Linked DNA regions of Rattus norvegicus: regions 1 and 3 are each linked to region 2. A link is a contact called in public Hi-C data. All regions are on one chromosome and are shown on one strand. Each heading gives the region's core, a stretch centred on a gene start, on an enhancer-like site or on the middle of the called end of the contact. The rest is flanking DNA. Distances are from core to core; before and after follow the strand shown.

Region 1 (3,316 bases), core at 766-3,265, 160 kb after region 2:
AGGCTAATTCAGAAAGACAAAGCTAGCGGTGTGACGTATTAAACTGTAACATGTGTGAGTTATACTAGCCTCATTTCCCCACCTGAAGAGTCAAGAGAGAATGGGATAATTAAGGCCAACACAGGCGGTAAGGAAAAAAGAAACTGAGCTAATAACATACTGATTACAAACATGGGGGTGGGAAGTCCACTGGCCTTAGAAACCATGCCTCTCTGTCCAGTGTTGCTGAGGAGGTCAGAAAGAAGGGGCTGGAGTGAGGGAGGCTCAGGAAATGTGGTCTTAAAATCTACCTGTCTCTCCCTGGCTTCCTGCACAAGCTGCCCCTGCAGAGTCTGCACCTGCTTCCTCAAGTGTGAGATGTCGAACCTAGGTTTCAGCTTTAAGACTAACAGCAGTGTGAAGACTCCTTCCCTCTGAGGCCCAATCCCCAAGGTGTTCGTGAGAACCACCACACCAGGAAACCTACCAAACAACTGTGTGTACTTGGCCTCAAAAGTTCAGGTATCTTTCAAAGCATGTGAAACTGCTAGGGTAAGACGGAGGTGCGGGACTTAAAAGGTGGGGCATCAAGGAAAGGCTCATCGAAGGAAGGCTGGCAGTAGGAACAGTTAGGAACAAAGGAAGAGCAGAGGCAAGAAACATCTCTAACCTAGACAGCTTCAACTTGGCAGCCACTGATTAGACCAACTCACACATGTTCCTGTATATGGAGTTCAATATAATGAAAAATAAGTGTCCCTATTTAAGAATCAGGGCATTTCATCAAAAACCAGGGTATCTAGATTAACTACAGAAGACCTAGCAACTATGCCCAAAGCTTAGATAATGCTGATCCAAATAAAGAGCTAAAAGCTCTCCAAATCCCAAAGCTAACAGTCAATGTCACTGACTCTAATTGGTAGTCTAGCTCTGGGAGAAGGTTAAGGCCCCTACTCTATACCTTTCCCCAGTAACCATTAGCTCATTACGCGAATAATTACCATCACATTTGGGCGCTCAGTAAATGAAAGCGGCCAAAGCCCCACCGCAAAGCACCTCGCAAATGAGCTATTAAATCACATCTTCTTTAACGAGGCTTCGAAAGACCCCTTCTTAGGAAATTAAAAGCGCTCTAAAGGTCCATCTAGACACACCTTATATTTTAACTTTTGGGCCAATAAGAAAATTGACTGTCAGCACTTTTAATTTTGTAGGTTCAAAGGCATCTATAACTATGCCACCAACTCAGCAGACACCTCCAAACCCTCCATAGTGTAATCGCTTTTAACTTAGTTTTTCTTCTTCACAGCCAATAAGGAACTGCTCTAAAACCGCGCGCGCGCGTGCGCGTGTGTGTCTGTGTCTGTGTGTATGTGTGTGTTGTGTTTAAAAGCAACCGGTGGAAGGAATACCTAGCCAGGGTCTGATAGGGTAAAACGGAGCGGGCCAGCCTGTGGCCAAAGTCTGTCCAACAGGTGGGAAACTCAAGTGGTGGCATCGCGGGGCAGTTCTGTGGTGACCTCAGGGGCGACCTCACTTCCTCCGAGCTGGGTTAGAGGAAAAGAGCTACAGGGAGCTAGTTGGTCATTAAATAAGCCTCTCCAGTTTTCTTTCCCAAACTCCTAGTGCTTTCCCTAACTTCAGGGATGGACAGCTGTCAAAGCGGGAGTGGGGCGGCCTGAGTGATCGAGCTGTGACAGGTTCCATACTACAACTCTGTCAAACTCGTCTCCTACTGCTCGGGGTCGCCGACCTGAGATAGAGGAAACCCACGCGACCCCAGCCCGCTCCCACGCCTGTCCCGCTCACTCACTGCTCGGCCGGGCATCGCGTCGCGGCCCGGGGCTGCGCGCCGACCGTCACCTTCCCGCCGTCCCGCGCCGCAGCCCCTGCCTCGCGCGCCGGCGTCTCCGCGCAGCCCGCTCCCGGCCACGCTCCGGGTTGGGGCATGATTCCCCGACTCATTCGCGGCCACGCAGGGCCCTGCGGTCCCGCCGTCTGGAGCCGTGATTGCTCTGCCCCGCACCTCGCGAGGTCCGCAGAGTTCTTCCGTAAGCGTCACTGTGGCCCGCCCCGCGACCTTTGGCCTGCGTCGAGGGGGCGTGGCGAGAGGCTAGGGGACCTGAGAAGGGCGGGGCTGGAAATAGAGGGAGTACGCTTGCGCAGAGCGGAGTGAGCCTCAGAGCCTGGAAAAGCCGTCGCCATGTGCCCACTGCGCATGTCTGGGCTCTGCTTGCAAGGGCGGCTCTTCACCCAGGTTTCAGGGACCGGTGTTGGGTGTTTTGAAGGCTGGGCACGGCCGGCGGCCGGGCAGTGTGTTGGAAGGTCCTGGTAGTGAGGGAATCCAAGGAGTTAGGATGTCGGGTACTGCTTCCCTCGGTTCAGAACTTCACCCTCGGGACTGGCTGGCCTCAGTTCCTCAGTGCCATTGCGGCCTGCCAAGCCCCTGTGGCCTTGACCCGGGCTGTGGGGTCGTAGTTGAGCAAGCACAGCCCTCTGCGTCAGCTTAAATTATATTGTCTCATGTGATAGATTTTATTTAAGAATAAACCCAATGGGCTGACATCAATAAACTTCCAAGATCTGACAGCGGAGGCAAAGAAGCCAAGGAGAGTGGGTGAGTTAGTAAGCATGGCTCCAGCCTTGAGGCAGAACCCAAGTATGAAGCAGTGGTGTGGCAGGGACATTTCGGAAGCCTGCAAGAGGTTCAGGGGCAGAACCAATAGGTAAAATTGGAAGTCAGATCATAAAAAGCCAAGTTAGATTGATAAGCTTGAACTTGGTCTTTGTTGAGTTCTCTTTATGAGACCATTTATAAAAGATCACTTTTGCCTGCAGTTAAATATTAAAGGATAGGGCTAAACTGATGTTTGAGTGAGGGAAGTACACTAGTGTTGAACATCCCACAAGGCTGATTGACTGATTAACTTCCTTGATTATGGAAAGCTACAATGTTACAGATTAGGAGCAAACTGCACTGCCTTGGGCTATCTTCAGTTCTCCTTCATGACCATTTATTGCCAGCCTCATTGTGGCTATTAGATAAATCCTTGGGATCTACAGACTCTTAAGCCCAGAATAACATCAGATCACACCTAGAACAAACCTGAGACCTAGAACAAACATTTCTACCGTCTACCTGGTGCGTTTTAGAAGTACCTTTGGCTTACTGTTACTATTAATTCTGTTACTATTTAAAAACAAAAACAAAACAAAACAAGAGAGCTGTTATGCTGCAGCATATTTGAGATAAGCCAAGTCTGTGTTCTTTGACCATTGTGCCTCATATTTATTTGGCTCCAGAATAAACTATCTTACTCCCTTTCAGGTGAGCGCT
Region 2 (3,101 bases), core at 602-3,101:
ATCTCTTTTAAGGGCAACTGTTTGACATATTAAACGAAATGAACAATGACCAAAGTTTTGTTTTAATTCTAGGTGATGTAATTTGGGGTTACACGGTCCTTTGGGTAAATTGGTTTCCTGATTTTTAGGGACCTCAATCACACTGTATAGAACCGAAGGGGATAAAGGCATCAAATATGGAAATATTTAATACTTGCAATGCAGTTGGGAAAATCTGCACCAGAAAGTTAATGTCTCAAGCCATTATTTATTTGCTTACCTATGTATTTAATTAGTTTTCAAAGGTAATGTCTCTCTTAGAGTCCTAGCAGGCTTGGAACTCCTTATGTAGCCAAGACTGGCCTGGAACTTACAGCAATCCTCCTGCCTCCAATTACCTTCAAGTACAATATTAACATGAGCCTTAGAGATAATCAAAGGGAATGGGTTTATTTCTCAGAACAAAATACTCGGTTGTTTTAAGCAATACATAAGTTTAACCCCATATGCTTATTTTAAAAGATGCATAGGAAGAAGATAAGAGGAGAACAAACTGCCTAAATTAACTGCAATAGAATGAAAACCCAAGACCCCCTCGTTCAGAAATTAATCATTTCAAGAGGGCATCTCTGAACACAGAGATGGTTCAGCAGTTGAGACCACAGGCTGCTCTTCCAGAGGACCTGGATTCCATTCCACCACCCACATGGCAGCTCACAAAGTTCTGTAATCCAGGAGAAGATCCAATGGCCTCTTCTGGCCTCTGTGGGTGCTGGGCAAGTATAAGATACAGAGACATACATGCAGGCAAAAAAAAAAAAAAAAAAAAAAAAAGCCCACACACATAAAATAATAAAATAAATATTAAGGTAAAAAATTAAGGTAAGAACAGAGAGTCAAAGCAAGCACAAGACCTGCGACCTGCTATAAAGTGGCTTTTTGTGACTGTATGCTTCTCATGGAGGCCAGCCCCGCCCTGCTTAGAATGCTTCTGTCACTGCCTTGGAGCCTTTTTTTCATACACTACACTGGGACACCGGCTGATGCTGGCTTTGTCAAGTTGTTCAGGTTTAGGTAAGAGTCTCAGCTCAGCAAACGATTTATCAGGAAATCACTGGGGGCATATTATAACACAGCCGAGCAGATTTTCTCCCCCCCCCCCCTTCTTTTCAATTTAAAAGCAGATTTACCGGTTGGCTTTAAAATAGGTAAACAGTTGCACGTTACTAGCAAAAGCTGGAAACCCGTGTGGAGCATCACAGAAACCCAGCCCCGGGCGGTCAGTCCCTACTACCCAGTGTATTTTCCCCAGGGACCCCAGGGGCCTCAGATCTCCATCAGGAGAGATGCTCCTTCGGGTAAACCTTCCTTCTCTCCCTCTGATGCAGCGATATCCCCATCACCCTAAAGCAGCTTCTTGCCCGCCTAGAGGCCACCCAGACGCCGGGGCCTTTCCAGCCCCGCAGTCCCCGGAGCTCTGCGCCGGGTTCCCAACTCTGGAGACGGCGCTCACGCGGCCTTCCCGGACGCTCTTCACCGGACGGCGTGGGGCGGTCGGTGTCGAGTCACCCAGGCGGTGCGGCCCCGAGTCCCCGCCCGCCAGCCTCCTCGCTCCGCGCGCCCGGCCCAGGCGGCGCCCGGGTCCCACGCGGGTGGGGACTGCAGCGGCCCGTGCGAGCGCAGCGCCCCCCGCGGCCGGGCCGCGCGCAGCGGAGCCGGGAGGCGGCGCCCGGCCGGCCCCCTCCCCGGGTCGCCAGCGGTGTCGCGCCTCCGCCCGCCCCTGATTTCCTCCGCGCGGCGGCGGCGGCGGCGGAGGCGCCTCGTGCGCGCGGTTATTTATTTATTTCCGGGCCCAGAGCGCTTATAATGGAGCCGCTGTCAGCAGAAGCCTCTGCTGCCGCCGCCGCCGCCACTGCCGCTGTCCCTGTTCCTCCTCTCTTTCTCCCCGGCAGATCTTTGTTGTGTGGGAGGGCAGCGGGGATGGACTTGAGCTCGCGGCTCTTCTGCTAGAGCAGCCGCGCTTGGAGAGGACGCCGCCGCCGCGAGCAGCCGCCGCCCCAGGCCCCGCCAGCCGCGGCCTCCGTCCCCGCGCCGCGCTCCGCGCGCCTCCCAGCACAGTGCCCTCGCGGCGGCAGATGAGTGTGGGGTCAGCCCACGGCGGGGACTATGGTGAAATTCCCGGCGCTCACGCACTACTGGCCCCTGATCCGGTTCCTGGTGCCCCTTGGCATCACCAACATAGCCATCGACTTCGGGGAGCAGGTAAGCCCGGCCGCGCCCGGTGCGCCCCGCTCGCCCAGCCTCGGCCTTGGATGCCGGGCGCTGAGGGATGCGGGAGGAAGGGAGTCACCTGCTCCGAGCCCCCTTTACCCTGGACCATTTGACACGGCTTTGCAGCTTATGAGGATGACTTTTGCAGCACCCCATCTTCTCCCTTCGCAGATATTGGAGACTTTTCCAGCGTTCTTTGGAAAATGGCAAGCGACGGGATGATGGGGGAACTTCACCTATAGAAGGGGGTTTCGTGCTGGGGATGAGTATTATGTAATTTGTGATTATGTAAACCTGGGGCCCAAGAACTCCATGTAGTTTCTAGTAGCATTTAGTGCTGGCTTTTTACTTGCACAGGGTTGGTGATGGTGGTGATGGTGGGAGAATTTGCTCTACAATGGCTCCAAGTAGATTTCCCACGTACTTCCAAATTTACATATTTGCTTGTAGCCTAGGTAAGGATTAGGGGTGTCCTGAAGGTACCTGGCATAGTGGACCACTGACTATCTCTTTACTTTAGTCTCTCTCTCTCTCTCTCTCTCTCTCTTTCTCTCTTTCTCTCTTTCTCTCTTTCTCTCTTTCTCTCTTTCTCTCTTTCTTTCTCTTCCTCCCCCTCCTTTTACCTTCTTGGACCGGAGCACATTTCTAGTGCTGCCTTCTCGTCCTTTCTTTTTTCATGCTATCTCCATATGGCGTCATTCCCTATCTGGTGCTGCAGGCTCTCCAGCGGTGAGGCACTGGTACCCTTTTGCAGGGCTTCCAGGCAGTTGCAGTTACATCCGAAGGCCCGGGAGAGGATTTTTGGGATGGGAGCTGTATCTTTTCAAAAGTGTAAGATAGAGCTACTTTTG
Region 3 (3,438 bases), core at 924-3,423, 150 kb before region 2:
GTTGTTCAAATACAACAGGTCTTTAGAAAGTCTATTTCTAAGTATTCTGGAAAGGAAAGACACTGTCAAGAAATAGCTTGGAACTCACTTGGGTAGGCTTGTAAAGTCTAGGTATGTGTTAAGTATAAGGTATATATAAGGTATGTATGAATCAGGACATACTGTGGTTTACGGTATCATTATACACAAAGCACTGTGATGTACTATATTATTAACTGTGGCATACTATATTATTAGCTATAAGATGGTATGGCCTAGTATATTTATGTAAGCTATAACACAATGTGACTTGTTGGATATTAATGTTATTGTCAAGTGTCTGTTGTTTCATATTTAGGTCTTCCAAAATAAAATGAAATTTCTATTACAAGTTCAGTGCTTCAAAGAGATCTTGTTTGTGAGAGGCACCATACTCAAATGGGTGAGAACTTGATTTCAGGTAGCCTTTAAGCATCTGGTCAGATCTCAGTCATGCTCCAACCTTCTGGTCAGATCTTCGCTGTGCTACTAACAAGCTATGACACTTGTGATGTCTTTGTCCTCTGGAGACATAGAAAGTGTAAAAAGTTTTAGAAAGTTAATGTAGACAGGGGCCAAAGAGAAGGCTCAATGGTCAATCAAATGTTTGCTGTGAAAGCATAAGGACCTGGGTTCCATCACCAGGACCCATGTAACAATGCCAGACACAATAGGACAGTCTTGATATCTCAGGCACTGGGAAGAGAGAGACGGGAGGATCCCTGGGGCAGGTTGGCCAGCTACACTGGATAACCAGCCAGAAAGAGAACTTGTCTTTAAAAAATAAAAAGTGGCAATTCCTGAGTAATGGCGCCCAAAGTTGTCCACTGTTCTCCATGCAGAGGTGCACTTGCACATGCCTGATCATGCACATGAATACATTCCAAAAGAAGGAGGAGGAGGAAGAAGAGGAAGAGACAGAGGAGGAGGAAGAGGATGAAGAAGGAGGTAGTGGTGATGATGTCGGTGGTGAATATAAACAATAAGTAATTATGATGTTTCTTGGGTCTGAGGCTGTAGGAACTGAGGATACATTGAAAGTTGAGCAAGCCTCAGGCACCCATAGATTTTCTTTAATTAGTTTTTAGAGATGGGGTCTTGTTAGGTGAACACCACCACACCCAGCTTCCACTCACTGATATTAATGGGTTTATGGTTTTGTAGAGAGAAGGCACTGCTCACACAGTTATACAACATTTGCTTCTGTGTAATGTTGAAGATCAACAATTTTAAATAAAGCTCATCTCTTCTCATAAAGCTAATCTCAATACACTAGATGGTCCAAGGCCCCTGACACATACACTGCAGAGAACTGCCTGCTGGCCTCAATGAGAGACTTGAGGCCCCAGGGAGTGAGGAGGCCTGGCGGGGTGGTGGGGACATCCTCTTGGAGACAGGGGGAGGAGATATGGAATAAGAGGACTGTGGGAGGGGGAACCAGGAGGGGGCAACAACTGAACTGTAAAAAATGAAAAGTAATTTAAAAAAAAGTTGATCTCAGTATTTTAAGAGTTGGGATGACATAAACACATCATTGTGACATAAATCTACCATCTTTTGTAGCTAATTTGAGATTTCCCTGGGAAGAAATTACAGCTTACCCTTCCTTTGCTTGGGAAACCAAGTTCCTTTTGCTGCTTTTTAATTTTAACCTTAATCTTTTCAAGTCAACAGCATGACTTTGAAGAATTCCACCTTCCCCCTTTACCCCTCATCAAATCGTTTTTGATTATCATGTGGAGAGTCTAGCCCTTTACCAGAATCCCCTATCCCACTTTGTGATAGGGCAGGCTAGCCTAAACACTTCCAGTGACTCTGACACTTTTAAGCTGTTTCTTCTACAGAAAACCAGATGCTCTGAGCTTAGCACCAAGACAGCTTTCCCCCTAGAAGCACACAAAACCAGGATAGTGTTTGAGCATCATTGCAAAGTGATATATGTTTCTCTCTTTTCAAGTGAATAAGGACAGGTTTGCTAAAGCAGTATTTTTCGTTTAAAGGGAGAGAGAGGGAGAGCCTTAAGAAACACAAGCTTTTATTGTTGAAAAATGACTTTGGGTTATTCATCTCTCCTCCCTGCCTGCCCACATCACTGTAGCAACTACAAGAATCCAGCAGAGCCAAAACACACTGGCCTAGTGGAACCACAGTACTTCCGGATGTGCCCCACGCTCAGCCTTTGGGTGACGGAAGAGAGTTAGTCATGCACAAACAAGAGCATCCCTTAACTAGCTTCATTTGCTTGGAATCCAAGAATCACCACCCACACAGTAGCAAGCCTAGAGTGCTGAAGACAAGACTCTTTCCTCTCTTCATATATCAGTCAACACTGAGACAGGATCATCAGAAATACAGGAAAGTGAAAGAGAGTCCATGGTGGCCCAAAACACCAAATCAACTCTCAAAAATTATACGGGAACTCAAGGATGGGTAGAAAGCACCAAAGATAAACTTCTAATCCAAAGGACAGGATCTATTTGAAAAGGCATCCTGAAAAGAGAAATGGACTTCTTTTCTTTCCTGAACTGAATTGGATACTTGAAATCTGTGGATCTAGAGGTCAATGTATTTTCAAAGGTAGATGTGGTACCACATACACCCCTGGAATCTCAGGACACAGGAGGCTGGGGTAAATGGACCACAAGTTCAAAGGCAGCTGGGATACCTAGTAAAATACCATGTTCAAAATATATATAAATGTGGGAGCTAAGGAGGTGGTTGAGTCAGGAAAGTGCATGCTATATAAGTATGAAGGCCTGAGTTCAGATCTCATGGTGGCAGAGCTTGTAACATCTGCACTGCAGAGAGGGAGGAAGGCAGAACCTACAAGCTCATTCATCATTCAGTTTAGCTAGAGCACTGAGCTCCAGATTCATCAACAGTCACTGTCTCAAGGAATAATATAGAGATCTACACAGGAAGATGGCCATCAACCTTTGGCTCACACACACACACACCACATATACATACGCATACACACAGATACACACATAGACACACACACAGATACACACAAACACACCACACATACCACACACACACACACACACACACACACACACACACACACACACACACACTTAACATGCTAATGAAAGTCCCTGTGTGCCCAGGAGATTACCTCTCAAGCTAACAGGCTCCAAAAACACAGTCAAATTCCATTGGAGAATGAGTTCCAGAGCTGTGAGATTTCATCTGGGGATTAATTTTTGCTAATTTACCTTCATTCTTCACATGGGACTTAAACCATAAATCCTGTTTACACAGTATGTCTTTACTTACAACACCTTGGTAAAGAAAACAGTAATTTCCTGCTCAATTAAACAAGGTTCTTGCAGATGCTTGTTATCAACCTTCTGCCAAAGCCAAAGCAGACATGGGCTGTGATGGTTGGGCAGACTTTAAATAGGAGCATTGAAT

What was found. A called contact is a pair of places that touch in the nucleus more often than the background predicts.
Region 1: a Hi-C map of liver shows a contact between it and region 2, with 2.0 times the contacts expected there. The contact joins the promoter of Otulin here to the promoter of Ankh in region 2. A contact is called at or near these places in 2 of 12 Hi-C or Micro-C datasets (liver and mammary epithelial cells).
Region 3: a contact with region 2 is called in a Hi-C map of Schwann cells, with 7 times the contacts expected there. The contact joins the enhancer-like site here to the promoter of Ankh in region 2. A contact is called at or near these places in 9 of 12 Hi-C or Micro-C datasets (the A7r5 cell line, Schwann cells, frontal cortex and 5 more) and 1 of 1 datasets of contacts at active chromatin or transcription factors (oligodendrocytes).

What each region holds. Positions count from the first base shown.
Region 1 is chr2:80,044,828-80,048,143 of GRCr8, forward strand. Otulin (OTU deubiquitinase with linear linkage specificity) reads right to left here and starts at 2,016. Exons shown (of 7, transcript NM_001302889.1): 1 at 1,793-2,016. The coding sequence starts at 1,944.
Region 2 is chr2:79,881,600-79,884,700 of GRCr8, forward strand. Ankh (ANKH inorganic pyrophosphate transport regulator) reads left to right here and starts at 1,852. Exons shown (of 12, transcript NM_053714.2): 1 at 1,852-2,241. The coding sequence starts at 2,146.
Region 3 is chr2:79,731,453-79,734,890 of GRCr8, forward strand. No RefSeq gene overlaps it. Among named protein-coding and RNA genes, the nearest start is that of Ankh, 150 kb to the right of the region's middle. Within about 2 kb of position 2,174, at least 10 of the 93 cell types and tissues checked have an H3K27ac peak or open chromatin away from gene starts, as enhancers often do. A contact at or near this core is called in Schwann cells and prefrontal cortex, where this site is marked.